Linked DNA regions of Drosophila melanogaster: region 2 is linked to region 1. The links are chromatin contacts, called in public Hi-C maps. All regions are on one chromosome and are shown on one strand. The core of a region is the stretch at or near the end of the contact, and the rest is flanking DNA. Distances in the headings are between cores, read along the strand shown. Region 1 holds the start of CG34348. Region 2 holds the start of CG16952.

What was found. A called contact is a pair of places that touch in the nucleus more often than the background predicts.
Region 2: a Hi-C map of the Kc167 cell line shows a contact between it and region 1, with 2.6 times the contacts expected there. The contact joins the promoter of CG16952 here to the promoter of CG34348 in region 1. A contact is called at or near these places in 3 of 107 Hi-C or Micro-C datasets (the D17-c3 cell line and the Kc167 cell line).

Annotation. Positions count from the first base shown.
Region 1 is chrX:11,337,147-11,344,130 of dm6, forward strand. It overlaps CG34348, which reads left to right and starts at 2,727. Exons shown (of 4, transcript NM_001103484.3): 1 at 2,727-3,351; 2 at 3,461-3,599; 3 at 6,100-6,766; 4 at 6,830-6,984. The coding sequence starts at 3,306. The coding sequence ends at 6,949. It overlaps Kap3 (Kinesin associated protein 3), which reads right to left and starts at 2,938. Exons shown (of 10, transcript NM_001103480.2): 1 at 2,592-2,938; 2 at 2,068-2,264; 3 at 1,526-1,643; 4 at 551-716; 5 at 183-497; 6 at 1-117. The coding sequence starts at 2,102.
Region 2 is chrX:15,866,272-15,873,255 of dm6, forward strand. CG16952 reads left to right here and starts at 3,912. Exons shown (of 6, transcript NM_001298375.1): 1 at 3,912-4,217; 2 at 5,090-5,252; 3 at 5,588-5,698; 4 at 5,759-6,343; 5 at 6,421-6,984. The coding sequence starts at 5,921. Gapdh2 (Glyceraldehyde 3 phosphate dehydrogenase 2) reads left to right here and starts at 1,874. Exons shown (of 2, transcript NM_080714.4): 1 at 1,874-1,972; 2 at 2,047-3,390. The coding sequence starts at 2,065. The coding sequence ends at 3,063.

The DNA of each region.
Region 1 (6,984 bases), core at 1,477-3,976:
GATGAAACTTGGTGTATGTGGAAAAGCAGAAGAATATGTAGATTATGTTGGTGGAGAGATCCAGGGATTTGCGCCAGTCCTCGCGCAGAACACGTGACAAGGCGCTGAGGCAGGCTTCTAAAATGATGAAATAGTACATTGGGTTTGGGTTCAAAACTACAGAACTGCAAACTTATCCTTACCATTCTTTTCCAGCTCTTCAAGATTATCGGGATTTCGCGCCATCTGTAGGATCATGGCCGAGCCTCGAATGCGTTCGCCCAGCTCCTCGTACAGCAGCTCCACATACTCATCGATATTGTTTATGGACACATCCGCCGTGGGCGTGGCGGCACTCAGGGCATTCGAGACACCATTGCTAGCTCCAGTGGATCCTCCGCCGCTGCCGGTGCTGCTGGTCATGGCCGCCACACTGCTGTGCGATCGAGCAGAGGAGCGGGTGTGCGAAGTGTGCAGCGCCGCCGATCGCCGGCTGTGAGTGTTGTTATCCGGTATATCTAATGGGTACTGAGTGTTAGTATGGATTTCTGCTAACAATCTAACTGCTTACCATTGCTTGCATTATCCTTGCGATTCTTCAGATAAAAGATTATCTGCTCGACGTCATTAAGCTGGGACTTGTGGATGAGATCGCACTTCTCCACCACTTCTCGTGCCAAGGCAGCCGGATCCGTTTTGGCGTTCAGCGAACGGAGTCGTATGATTTTTTGACAGTGCTGGGCGATTAAATACAATACATGCATTAGTTAACGACTGAAATAATGTACTATTAGGCTAATTGTTTTTGCTGTTATTTTGCTATTTATAAACATAGAGTAATTATTAGGATTGAGGAACTAGTTTAGGACCACTTCAGGGCAATTAACCACTTCGCATCTAAGCTGAAAACTTTTTTGGTCGCCAATATTTATGGCCAAGAGCAAAACATAAGAGACTTACTTATGTAGTACATATTTATGGTCGTGAACAATCGGCGAAAAATAAGCTTGTCGCTCGGCCAAAAAACGTGAATTGAGGTTAAAGACCCGGCCAACCAACCGCTTTTGGGTATCTTTTTTTTTTTGTTGCTGTGGTTTTACATTTTTCACTCACTACTTGGAGCGCAGGCCGTCATCGACCCCGTTGTTGTTGCGCTATCGATTGGGCCGCTCAATGTCAGCTTCTGCCCCCCGCCCCTTAACCCTTTTCGGGGCACACCGGAAGAAACAGAAGTAGCTTTTTTAAGTACTCATTCGGATGTTTTTGTAGAACAATGACTGCTAGTATTTAAACTAATAAGCAATATATGTATGTGTACACATCTAGATCAATTTTTCAACCTATTCGATTAAGGATCAACTTTGTTTCCTTTTTTTTTATGAACCTAACATAGTTAAGAACTAAGTTACAGATGTTCGCATATTGTTGTTATTATATTCTTTCCCTATCAACATCTTTGATACCAATAATGCTGGTCCTATTTTAATTTTCTAATATCTACTAGCATTTTCTCCCAGTGCAGCGATGTGTAACCGTGCGTTCTTACCTTCTTTTCCTCGATCATCGGATTGTTGGGCTCCCCGAAGACGGTGGCCTCCAGTTGGTAGTTGACAATCAGCGCCTTATCCGTGGGATGCGGTTCAATGGATCCGCCTTTCCACCTCCTTCGTTGTTTGTTTGTTTGTTGTTGTCGTTGCATTTGTTTTGGATTGAGAGCGAGACAAATTGTTGGATCAATCATAAATTATGCGGTTCAATGCGTAATGAGGTAATAGATTTTTCAATCCAATTCTTTTTTTGAGCCTGGCTTAACTTGTGCTTTTGTTTTAATAAAACGAACAAAAAAGTTAAGAACCCAACGAATAACGAATAACGATTAACGGTTGCAAATAACAAAAAACAAAAGGAGGAAGCGTGAACGCAAAGTGGAAAATCAATAGAGAGCGCCAGGTGATTGTGGCTCTCTTTCTGACGCATGACGAGTGCTTTAGCTATTTCTTTTGTTCTTCGGCCACTTGTACACCCACACATGAAAACAAACAAACACACACACGCACGCACGCACGATCTAATCCCATACATACGCACTTTTTTATAAACTTGGCGTCATCGTTTGTTTGCATTGCAGTTGTTGTTGCTGCTGCTGTCGGAGAGCGACTAGAATTTGTCAAATTGTTTATGGAAAGCACAGGCTCCTCTTCGGTGGGTGGCGGATGCGGGGGGTGGCGGTTTTGGTGGCGCGGAGTGGGGCTCCTTTGCAGCTGCTGCTCTCTTTGCGCTCTCTTCTGCTCGCACAGATCGCCGGCAATCGCATTTATTATGTAATAGACGTAGTGAATCACAATTGGCAGCAGCACCAGGCCCGAGATTATTTGGAAAATTAATAACAAAACAAATTGCATGCGATTGCAATGCGACTTCCGATTTAATGTCGATAAGTGCTAGTGCTGGCACAACTGTCTGCTCACTGGCGGTACTATCGATGGTGCCACGGCACCCGGCAATTACCGATAGCACTCAATCGATACAAACCAATAAGCGAATGTTCAAATTCAAGTTGGCGGTTGTATTCTAATTGGGAACTTGCCATTCATAATATGCAGTATACTAACAACTTTGTTTTTCCTCGAACTTCCTTGACCGGCTAGAAACAGGTGTGATTAGCCAAGAGAGCATCACTGTTCTGTTCTGGGTGCCAAGAACCAAAGTCTGGCAACGACTGCAGCCAGAACAGCTGGGCCGGCGTTGCCAGGTGCAAAGAACGTAGATGAGCAACAGAAAAGCAAACGAAATGGAATGAAGGAACAACAATAAAAGAATCGCTACTTTGTAGTATTATTAACCAAAAAAAAGCGCGGCGCGATCACAATGTTTCTGACTGCGAACGGTGTCGGTTGTCTCTACTGCGTGTGAGCCGAGTGGAGCGCAGCGCCGCGAATTGTTTACATTGTGCTAGGAAAATCACAACAAACAAACCAGCAAACAGTCTCGACTGACAATAACAATAACAATAGCAAATAACATGCAAATAAAATGCATTTCAAGCCGCGCAAATACTAAATACTGATTCAAATGAAACGCACTATACGATGACCATTTAAAAGAATCGCCAAGCAGGAGGAAGCGAAAAGAATTCGAAAAGCGCAAAGCGAGCCGAAGAAAGTGTACAAAATCAGGCCAAACCGATTTGTTTTTTTTTTTTTTTTTTTTGTTCTGTCGTATTTTCCCTTCTTTTTTCTACCGTTTTTTTTTGTGTTTTTGTTGTGGTGGGCGGTCGCTTCTCTTTTCGCGCAAGAACAACAAATGAGGTGGAGCAGCGCCTGACAATGGAATTTCTGGAGAACCTGTACAAAACGCTGCACTCCCTGTTGTGTGAGTAATATCGAATATTTGGCGCCCGATAAGGCGCACCGCTGACCTATGTACATACATACATACATAACAAATGCCCCTCCACCAACTGCATACCTTGTGATTCTAGCCTCCTACATCGATCTGGACTATTCGCTATGGCTATATCGCTTCCTCACCCCCCTGATTGTCACCTTTCTGCTGCCGCTGGTCTTCGTGGCCCTCATCTACATTTCGTTCCTGGTGCTATTCATCTACAAGCTGCACAGGTAAGCGAAATGGAAATGTTGGAAAGCTGCGTATAAGTTGGGTGGGAAATTGGAATTACAACAATTACAGTGTGCTTCGCGGGCTCAATTGCAACTGTTAATGAACTCTCTCATGCTGATCGCGCACTTTTGGAGCCAAGTTTCCCCCACTCACCCTTACCACGCACCCCTTCCCCCTTTGGCCGGCGTCTTCCGTCCCGCTCTGCACCTGTAATTAAAAGGGAACATAAAAAGAGATGGCGTTGTAAGGAAGGGGCGTAGAGTGGGAGAGAGTTGGGCAGCCAGTGTTGCCAACAAAAAAAGCTAGATAAAACAAAGCACGGGAATACAGTGGACACTCTATAAGGCAAACAGAAAACGTAATATAGTCCAATAAACTTAGTTTTCACTGTTTTTAAGGGAACTTATGATGCAGCTGTTTCCCAAAACGCTGAAATTAACATTTTGACAAACCGTGAATATGTGTTGAATCATCGAAATTATGGGCATTAAAAAAAGTGCTCAGCAATAATTGATCGTTTTCTGCAAATTAAGTAAATTAATACGATAAGCATAATCTACATGTGTTTCTAGCTCGAAAAAGTTTTTGAAACTAAAGCAATTACTTGAGTTCTTAGATTTCAGTTGTAAAAACTGCTGTTATCGATCTAAAAAAAAGGATTGATATGTGTACCAGATAGTAATATATTTGAATTATATTCATCTAGATAGTATATATAGTTGGAATATAGCCAAGTTGGGCTGCACTGACTACACTGACCCCTGAAGAACATTACACCCTCGACCATTGCACCGATACTGAAAATGAAAAGCCAAGTCGAACGGCAGGTGATCGACTCGGCCAACTTTTACTCGGCTTATAAATATACATATATGTATGTATATATACTCAAATATATACTTGAACTGGCCTGTGTTGGCGTGCTTCTATTTATTCTACATTTCCAACTCTCTAATGCCCAACCGGTTGGCCATGCTAATTAGCCGCGAAGCCCTAATGGCTAGAACTAAATTGGCCAGCGAATTCTGCAGCTCACGGGCTGGCTGCACACGGAGAAAAGTCGTTGCATTAGCTCGATTTCGATATCAGTTCCAAGTTCAAGAGGGCTAATAAATACATATGTACATATATTCGACTTCTGTTTGGTTAGGAATTTAGTACATGATTTCACGACGCTAATTCGTTGCTCAAACAAGATTATATTTTATGACGAACTTGGGCTTAAAAAATGCATTACAATCATATAATATATGTATATACACATTTCTATATGTTCTCAATGGATACATTTTATAAGAGAAATATTTTTATGATAATTTGCTTATTTAAAACATTCGTGCATGAAAAAGAAGTATAATATATATTATTATTATTATTTTAAGCTAAACTAGTGCAAAGATACAATTTGTAGTGCCCAATTTTACTATACTAGCTATGTTATACGCAGTGAAAAATGCCCTTCTTTTTGTGAGTACGATTCGATTAGAAACCAAAACACGCCAGGCATTGTATTGTTGAACCGACAGGCTTTACTGTACCGGTGGCTATCAGTGGACCACCCCCTCCCCTCTGCCGCTCTTTCCTCATGGGGATATGGGGCGTAATCACGGGAATTATGGAGCCACATTGAATCGAATGCAATTAGCTGTTGGAGCTCTTTTTGCCGCTGGTTCAATCGCTCCACTTGGACAAGTTCTGAGATAAAAACTTGACGATGCATAAACGATGTTCTCTCTTTTTTTTTAATGTGTCGTGCTTATCGCATGATAATTATCCCATCGTTTTAAGAGTTACGAAATTGCCCAACGGCGGCCTTGATATCCGTAGAAAGCAATGGCATTTAGAGATTAGCTACTTAAAACACCAAAGTAATGCAATATCTTTTATATATATTTATATATATATATATATATGTATATTATTAATTGCCTGAAATGACTGGGGATTCTTTGCGATTCCCCAGCGACATTGTTTTGGTCGCCAAGGGGCCAAAAGATTCGTGAATGAACTCTGTTATCAGCGGCCCACTAAACGCAGTTTTTTCTGCCAAGGTGAGCCGAATTCTGTTTATATAAATATGTGTTTATACATATGTACGTACATATATGCATGTATATTGATTTATAAGTTCTTTGATATGGAGAGACACGACCATCTTGTGCTGATAACACCTGCGGACAGGCAAACTAAATTTAAACATAATTATCAGTGCCCGCTTGTTCCGACAACGACTGCCAAATCAATTAGGCGAGCTGGCCGAAACCTGAATGACCTTCTCGAACTTTAGTTTTCGCCCTCGATCGGCTTTTAGAATATGGGAATAATATATTCCTGAAATATCAGGCATCTACTGTGTGCATTTGATACACGTATCACGCAGTTAACCAAGTGTTTATGCCAGGCCTTAAGTTCAGATACTTCAGATACCAAAAAACCAAAGATTTATATATTATATCATGCGTAATTGTTTAATATAGTTAACCACCTTGTATCTTCCAGGCAGGTAATAATGCGCGCCGTGCAGGGCGATCGCAATTTTTGGCGAGTGGGCCGCAAGATAGTGGCCGCCATTTGGGATGCACATGCTCGGATCTATCATGGCTACGAGGTGATCGGATTGGAGAATGTGCCACAGGAGGGACCGGCGCTGATTGTCTACTATCATGGCGCCATACCCATCGATATGTACTACTTGAATTCGCGAATGTTGCTGCAGCGCGAGCGTTTGATCTACACGATCGGCGATCGATTTCTGTTCAAGCTGCCCGGCTGGGGCACCATCTCTGAGGCATTCCACGTCAGTCCCGGCACGGTGCAGTCGTGCGTTAGCATTTTGCGGGATGGCAATCTGCTGGCCATTTCGCCGGGCGGCGTTTATGAGGCACAGTTCGGTGATCACTACTACGAGCTGTTGTGGCGCAATCGTGTCGGTTTCGCCAAGGTGGCCATCGAGGCAAAGGCGCCCATCATTCCCTGCTTTACGCAGAATCTGCGCGAGGGCTTCCGTCAGGTGGGCATCTTTCGGACGTTCTTCATGCGACTGTACAATAAGGTGCGCATACCGGTGTATCCCATCTACGGTGGCTTTCCCGTCAAGTTTCGGACGTATCTGGGCAAGCCTATACCCTACGATGAGAACCTAACCCCGCAGGATCTGCAAATCAAGGTGACTCTCGGTTCATATACATCTATTGCCTGGCTAATGCGCTGCTCTTTTAACTTTGTGCAGGTGGCTACGGCTATCGAGGATCTGATCAATCAACACCAGCGACTGCCCGGCAGCATCCTGCTGGCTCTGCTGGATCGACTGCCCACGTTTAGGCGACGCGTACGGCGGAAGGAGGAGTGATCCATGATCGTTTAGCGCATAGAGAGATTAACAGA
Region 2 (6,984 bases), core at 2,662-5,161, 4.5 Mb after region 1:
CTTGATATGCAAACAATCGGTATTAATTGTAGTTAATTTCCAACAGTCATAATTGTGATATCTTTGACCAGATCCAGAGATATATCTTCTGATATAGTACGCATAGAAAGGCGAACTATCCTTCTTTATATAGAGAAATAAACATAGATAGCCTACTTCAGCTCGTGACGTCAAGAAGCTTCTATCTGTAATGGGGTTTCTAGGTTAGGAAGTCATCCTGGGATGTTAGCATAAAAGGCAATAACCCCACAAACTCGAAGGACAGTAAGACTTCCACAACATTGGCAGGTGTTTTATTCACTTTCAGGGATACTTTTCTAATCGGATCCTTTTTTTCGGTAATGTATAAATCTAGAAGTCATCTTTCAATGGATCTTAATGGTAAGATGTAAGCATTGTTTTTGACTTTGCTGCAATAATTTAGCACCAAGCTGAAATACATTTATCGTTTCAACAATATAAAGATGAGAGGTTAAAAAACAAGTGAAATGTTTGCTTATCAGTAAAACCGATGACTCACTGAAAAGGAACGAACTTTTTTGCCCAGCCCAAGTATTAATAAATAAACATGACGCACTAAAATATTTAATACTTATTCGAGAAATAATTTATAAAATGTAAAAGATAAGGCAACAGAAATGTTGAGTTCTTGTCAAATTGCATATTTCAACATTTTAATGTTGGCGCGCTTATTTGAATTTTCACTGCTATGTTCATAATTAAGGGTTGCACTGAAAACAAATCGATAAATATATAAAAAGAATGAAAAGAATAAAAAGAATGTTAAATGATTACAATATCGATTATTCAGTTTGGGGAAGGAGAAATGATTAATTTGCAGATACCTTTTTTTTTACTACAAATGATTGTATGAATAAAATACTCCCAAATTAATTGATTTTGATTATATATCGTTCGTATACATATGTTTTAATATTTATATAAACGGGATCTGCTGATTTTAAGAACATATGTATATACATGTTTATATATAATAAAAAAAGGTAAATGAATTCTGCGTGACTCAAAAGGTCACATTCACTTAGTTTTCATCATAAAGTTATACAATTTCGTTGTTATGGGTACATGGAATTTTGTGACTAACACTATTTATTACCATTAGCGTTTAAAATTCATGAAATTTGGATGCCTACTTGAGCTGTCAGGTGTTTTTCATTTTAACAATGGGATGACAACAGCACAATTGCTTAAATGAAATCATCAAAACGGATAATTTAATTACTTAGACAATTATTTCATCTAATATTGTAGTTATGCATAGAAGATATATACATATTTACATGTATATGTATCTTTGTACATATGTACATGTATTGTACAGATTAATGTCACGTACCGGCGAAACTTCAATTTGCTCAGAATATGACCTCTAAATTTTAATATTAATGAAATTGATGAATATGTATTTATGTGGGGATGTTAGGATTTTTCCATTTGCATTTACTTATGTACATATTTATGTACAATATAACCAATTGATGTTCATCAGACGTGCTCATATATGTGTATGTTTCGTGTGCCTATATATGCACGTATGTAATTGCCGGCAACTAAGCTCACAAGAAAGCTCAACTTCCGTCAACAAAATTGAGCAGGTGAAATGGCCATAAAAATATCCCAATAAACATTTGTCCGTATAAATTAAAAAATCCATATACTTTATAGGTCACTTTAACTGTCTAAGATCAGAAGTTTTTAAAGTTAAGCGTATCTTATGTACATATCTACTTATTATATTCATATAATGATGCTTGCAAAAAGTCTATTGGGTAGCATTGAGCTTTCACGTTACTGAGAGCAAAAGCTCTTTTTTATTGCGGTAGCCGCTCTCGAGCTTGACATGCACGTCCTTCATCTGACTTTGAACAATTTTTCGCCCGAGTTTTCGCCCATAGAAAGCGCTCAAAATTTCTCAGCCATCACAGTCGATTCCTTGCAAGCAAGCCGATAGGTAGTGTTTCCCTCAATTCCGCGGAAAACTTTCCAAGTACTAACTGCTTTACATATACATACATTACTTTCCAGATAAACAAAAAGTTAACCATGTCGAAGATTGGTATCAATGGATTTGGTCGCATCGGCCGCTTGGTTCTCCGCGCCGCCATTGATAAGGGCGCCAACGTTGTGGCCGTCAACGATCCCTTCATCGATGTGAACTACATGGTCTACCTGTTCAAGTTCGATTCGACCCACGGACGTTTTAAGGGCACCGTTGCCGCCGAGGGCGGTTTCCTGGTGGTCAACGGCCAGAAGATCACCGTCTTCAGCGAACGCGACCCGGCCAACATCAACTGGGCCAGCGCTGGTGCCGAATACATCGTGGAGTCCACTGGCGTGTTCACCACCATCGACAAGGCATCCACTCACTTGAAGGGCGGTGCCAAGAAGGTTATCATCTCGGCCCCATCCGCCGATGCTCCCATGTTCGTTTGCGGCGTCAACTTGGATGCCTACAAGCCCGACATGAAGGTGGTCTCCAACGCATCGTGCACCACCAACTGCTTGGCTCCTCTGGCCAAGGTGATCAACGACAACTTCGAGATCGTCGAGGGTCTGATGACCACCGTTCATGCCACCACCGCTACCCAGAAGACCGTCGATGGACCTTCCGGCAAGTTGTGGCGTGATGGACGTGGCGCTGCCCAGAACATCATTCCAGCTTCCACTGGAGCTGCCAAGGCCGTGGGCAAGGTTATCCCCGCCCTCAACGGTAAGCTCACCGGAATGGCATTCCGTGTGCCCACTCCCAACGTTTCCGTGGTCGATTTGACCGTGCGCTTGGGCAAGGGTGCGTCCTATGATGAAATTAAGGCCAAGGTTCAGGAGGCCGCCAACGGACCCCTGAAGGGTATCCTGGGATACACCGATGAGGAGGTCGTTTCTACCGATTTCCTCAGCGACACCCACTCGTCGGTGTTCGATGCCAAGGCTGGCATTTCGCTAAACGACAAGTTCGTGAAGCTGATCTCTTGGTACGACAACGAGTTTGGCTACTCCAACCGCGTCATCGACCTGATCAAGTACATGCAGAGCAAGGATTAAATGTGGAACACCAAGAACACTACCCACCCACACTCTACGTAAAAGTTAAAGATTAGGGCGCGGTAGAATGGGGTGAGACACTTCAGAAACGGCCTGAAAATGGCATCACATAACTTATATATATATTGCTCCCCGGTGGAGCATCACCTACATACATATGCGCTATGCTCTGAAATGCTACTGTTTTCGCTCTTCAATTACCAGCCACATTGGAAAATTATTAATATAATACATCCATTATACACATAAATATGTTTACTGTTGTTGAATAAAGTTTCACTCTGTGTGTAGTTTTAAAAATGCCGACTCATAAGCATTTAAATATTTATTTTTGCCTTTTTATTTGGTATAAACCGTTGAAATACCTAAAATAGTATGAGTATTACTTTAAATTGTTTTTTTCATTTGCTATATTTGGAAGTAATATATATATAACAGAAATGTGTCGATATTTTTTTTAAGTCGATTGGTTTTTGAATGATTACATAACTTGTTAAAGTTTTCAAATAATTTTAAATGAGCCTGATTCTATGGTATTGTTATCGGCAAAAATCGGGCTTTTACAGATTTCGATAAGAGCGACCTTAAACCCTTCAGTTGAAGCAATGTATAAACAGAAGTTATCGATATTTGGAGAGACTAACGGTGGCATATTGTCTGTGTAAGCCTGGCTTTTTGGATACATTTCTGAGAAAATAATGTTTCTCTGCCGATTTATATTTGCATAATTGGCAAATATAATCAAATATTTTGGTTGACTGCATCATTTCAACAGCACTTCACCATTATATCGTTATCGATATTTAATCGCTTGCTATACCGTCTTTTCGATTAATTTTCTCACACGGGCACACTAATTTTCAGAACATTTTAATACTGGCATGTAAATAAAATAATCAATTGATGAAACCTTAAAATAAAATGTGAATTATTCAACATGCAGTAGCAACAAACGGACACAAATCAGCATAAGAGTTCAAGACTTCTGGTTCTTGATGAATGTAAATGAAAGTTACCGAGTGAAAACGCCATAACTTGTGTAAAACTGACGGGGCGAACAAAGAGTATGTTTTCCGAGCGAATTTAACGATTGTGCAGTGTGTGTGTGGTACACATTTTCCCCAACGAAATATAATGAAACATAAGTGCATCGGGTAAAATCATCTCGAGTTCACATCTTACGTATGTGCGTAGTGAACATAAATCTGTATACATATTGGTATATACATATGTATGTATGTTGGAGATATACGTGCGGACGCTTTAATAATTAATATTTATAAACGGTGGCTAAACATTTCGAATATCTTTGTTAACATTATACCGTAACTTGTAATGTTTTTCAATGCAAATTGTACACATGTATAGAAATTTTAATAGATGTTCAGTTGCACATGTGCAACAGTGCGTTTCTCTATACATATGCTCATCTATTTTTGTGCATGTAATTTTAACATTTCAATGTTGTTCATGAATGAGTTTTGGAAAATATAGTCCAATTTAAATAGCGGTTAAAAATGCTGGAAAAAGTCTTGTAAGAATGTGTATTTGGCTGCAGATGTGAACTGTTTATACATACATATACATATGTACATATGGCACTGTCGTATTGGCAACTTCGTGTGTACATAAGAGTATATATGTGTGTATGTATTTTGTGGATTTAAGAGAAACGAAATATTAGAATGTAAAGTGCTTGCTTTTAATGGTTTCAAAAATGTAACAGTGGAAGTTTGTAAAAAGATTCATAATATTTCTACTTTTGCTTAACAAATTCCCTTCAAATGCAAAGCAAATGCTTGCTGTTACAGCTTTAAAATGTGATTTTCTTATTTTTCTAAGTGGGAATGTCCCATTTAGTTTCAAATATATACATACATATGTGGGTCAATGTAGCACCTACTCAAAAATCTATGTATGTACATAATATAATGGTCCCACTTTTCGTTGTTTATTTTGTCGATATGTTGCCATGTATGCGTGCATGTGTGTGCTAATTTATATCTTTTAAAACAATATCTTCCAGATAAACAACATTATTTAGGCTCGAAACAAATTTTTCAAGGCTAAACTTTCCTGCAAACATGAATAACTTTTGGGGGCTCTAGGATTTTAAGCTGGCCAATCGGTTGGCTTCTTATCAAAAACAGTAAACAATTGGATCTCGAAGACTGAATGCAATAGCACAGGTTTGTACTGGTTATTTAAATAAGGTATATGAAAAACTAAAATTAACAAGAGATTCTCTCCAAAAACATTAAAAATGCATGTCCTGCGAGTTTTTTACATGTGAGGGGGCGGAAAAGGCGTGGCCACAACTTGAAACAACTGTTAACTTTTGTTTTTCGATAACATAACATTAAAATGTTAGCAGCAACAAGATTAACATTGATGTTTATAGGAAACCTATTGTTTTTTTTTTTAGCTAGAAAAGAATGATAATATAGTTACTTTGATATTAACAATATTATTTTCTTTTTTCTTTAAAAATATGTTACTAAATTTGTTTTTATCTTAATTTCAGAAAGATCTGTCTGGTGTCATCATGTTCACGAGAAAATACTTTTTTGTTAAGGGTTCAAGGAGTTCCCAAAGCTGAATTTATAAAATGCTGAAAGAATCCTTGCACAAAAAGGTAACGAACAAATAAATTATATAGTTGCTATGTTGTATCTTATAGATCGCTTTTTTTCAGAACCAGGTTGTTATTAACGCGCTGCTAAAAACCGTATATACAGGCATTAGAAGCATGAAATTTAAAGATATTACCCACTGTGCGTGTCCTGCATAGAAGCACCTACACCAAGTACCGCAGACAGTTTAGTATTTGGCATCTGAACCTGGCACTACACTCAAAATGGGAGCCAACACGTCGAGCAGCAGCTATCTCACGGCGGCCTCGTCGGGCAGCGGAGCCAATAGCAATGCCAGCAACTCGAATGGGAACCTATCGGCTATGCCCCCGGGCATGGGGGAGATTCCAGGAGGTGGCGGTGGATGCTCGGGTGCTTTCGGAAGCAGCAGTAGTTGCGGCCCCAGTGGGAATGCAGGTGCAGCTCCGGGCATTGTCATCAGTGGCGCTCACTACCATCGGGATCAGCGACGGAAGCGTGCCACCGGCTTTGCGACACTCAAACGCAAGTTCATACGACGACGGCGCTCCTCGAAAGCCTGTGATCACGCTCGCGTCCTGCGCGACTTTGTATCCGATTGGGCACCCGTGGAACTGGCAGCTCTGTGCGAGGAGTTCGAGGCATTGTCGGCTCTGAGGGATTTGTCGGTTAGCAAAACGAAAATCGAACACAATCCGTGCGCCCATGTTAATCACTTCCCTTCCGTTCAATTCCCATTTTCCAGGTGCAAGCTGAACTGGCACGACCGCCGGCGGCAACGTTTAAGCAGGACCTGGCTGCCATCTATGAGAAGAACTTGTGCACCGATTGTGATCTGGTCTTTCGTGGAACGATATTCTCAGTCCATCGTGCAATATTATCGGCACGCTGTGTATATTTTCGGGACCTGCTGGCAGGATGTCCTGGTTTCGGTGCGCGCATATGTCTCGAACTACCCACATCCCCCATTGATGTACAACTCTTCTCGTCGCTATTGCGCTACCTATACACTGGTGATCTGTGCCCCCATGATCCTAACATTGACATTACTCTATTGCGGCAATTGGGCAAGGATTTCGGTACACCGAATCCATTGGAGCACGATCTGCGCTATCTGCTGGAAACAGGTGATTATGCTGACGCAGCACTCGTCTTCACGGCAGATGGCAGCAACGACTATCTACGACAAGACTCGGGAACCTCGGAGTACGGCTTCCGGCCGAAGATCGAACTACCTTGCCATAAAGCGATATTGAGCGCGCGATCGCCATTCTTTCGCAATCTAATTGCGCGCCGGACACGGAACATG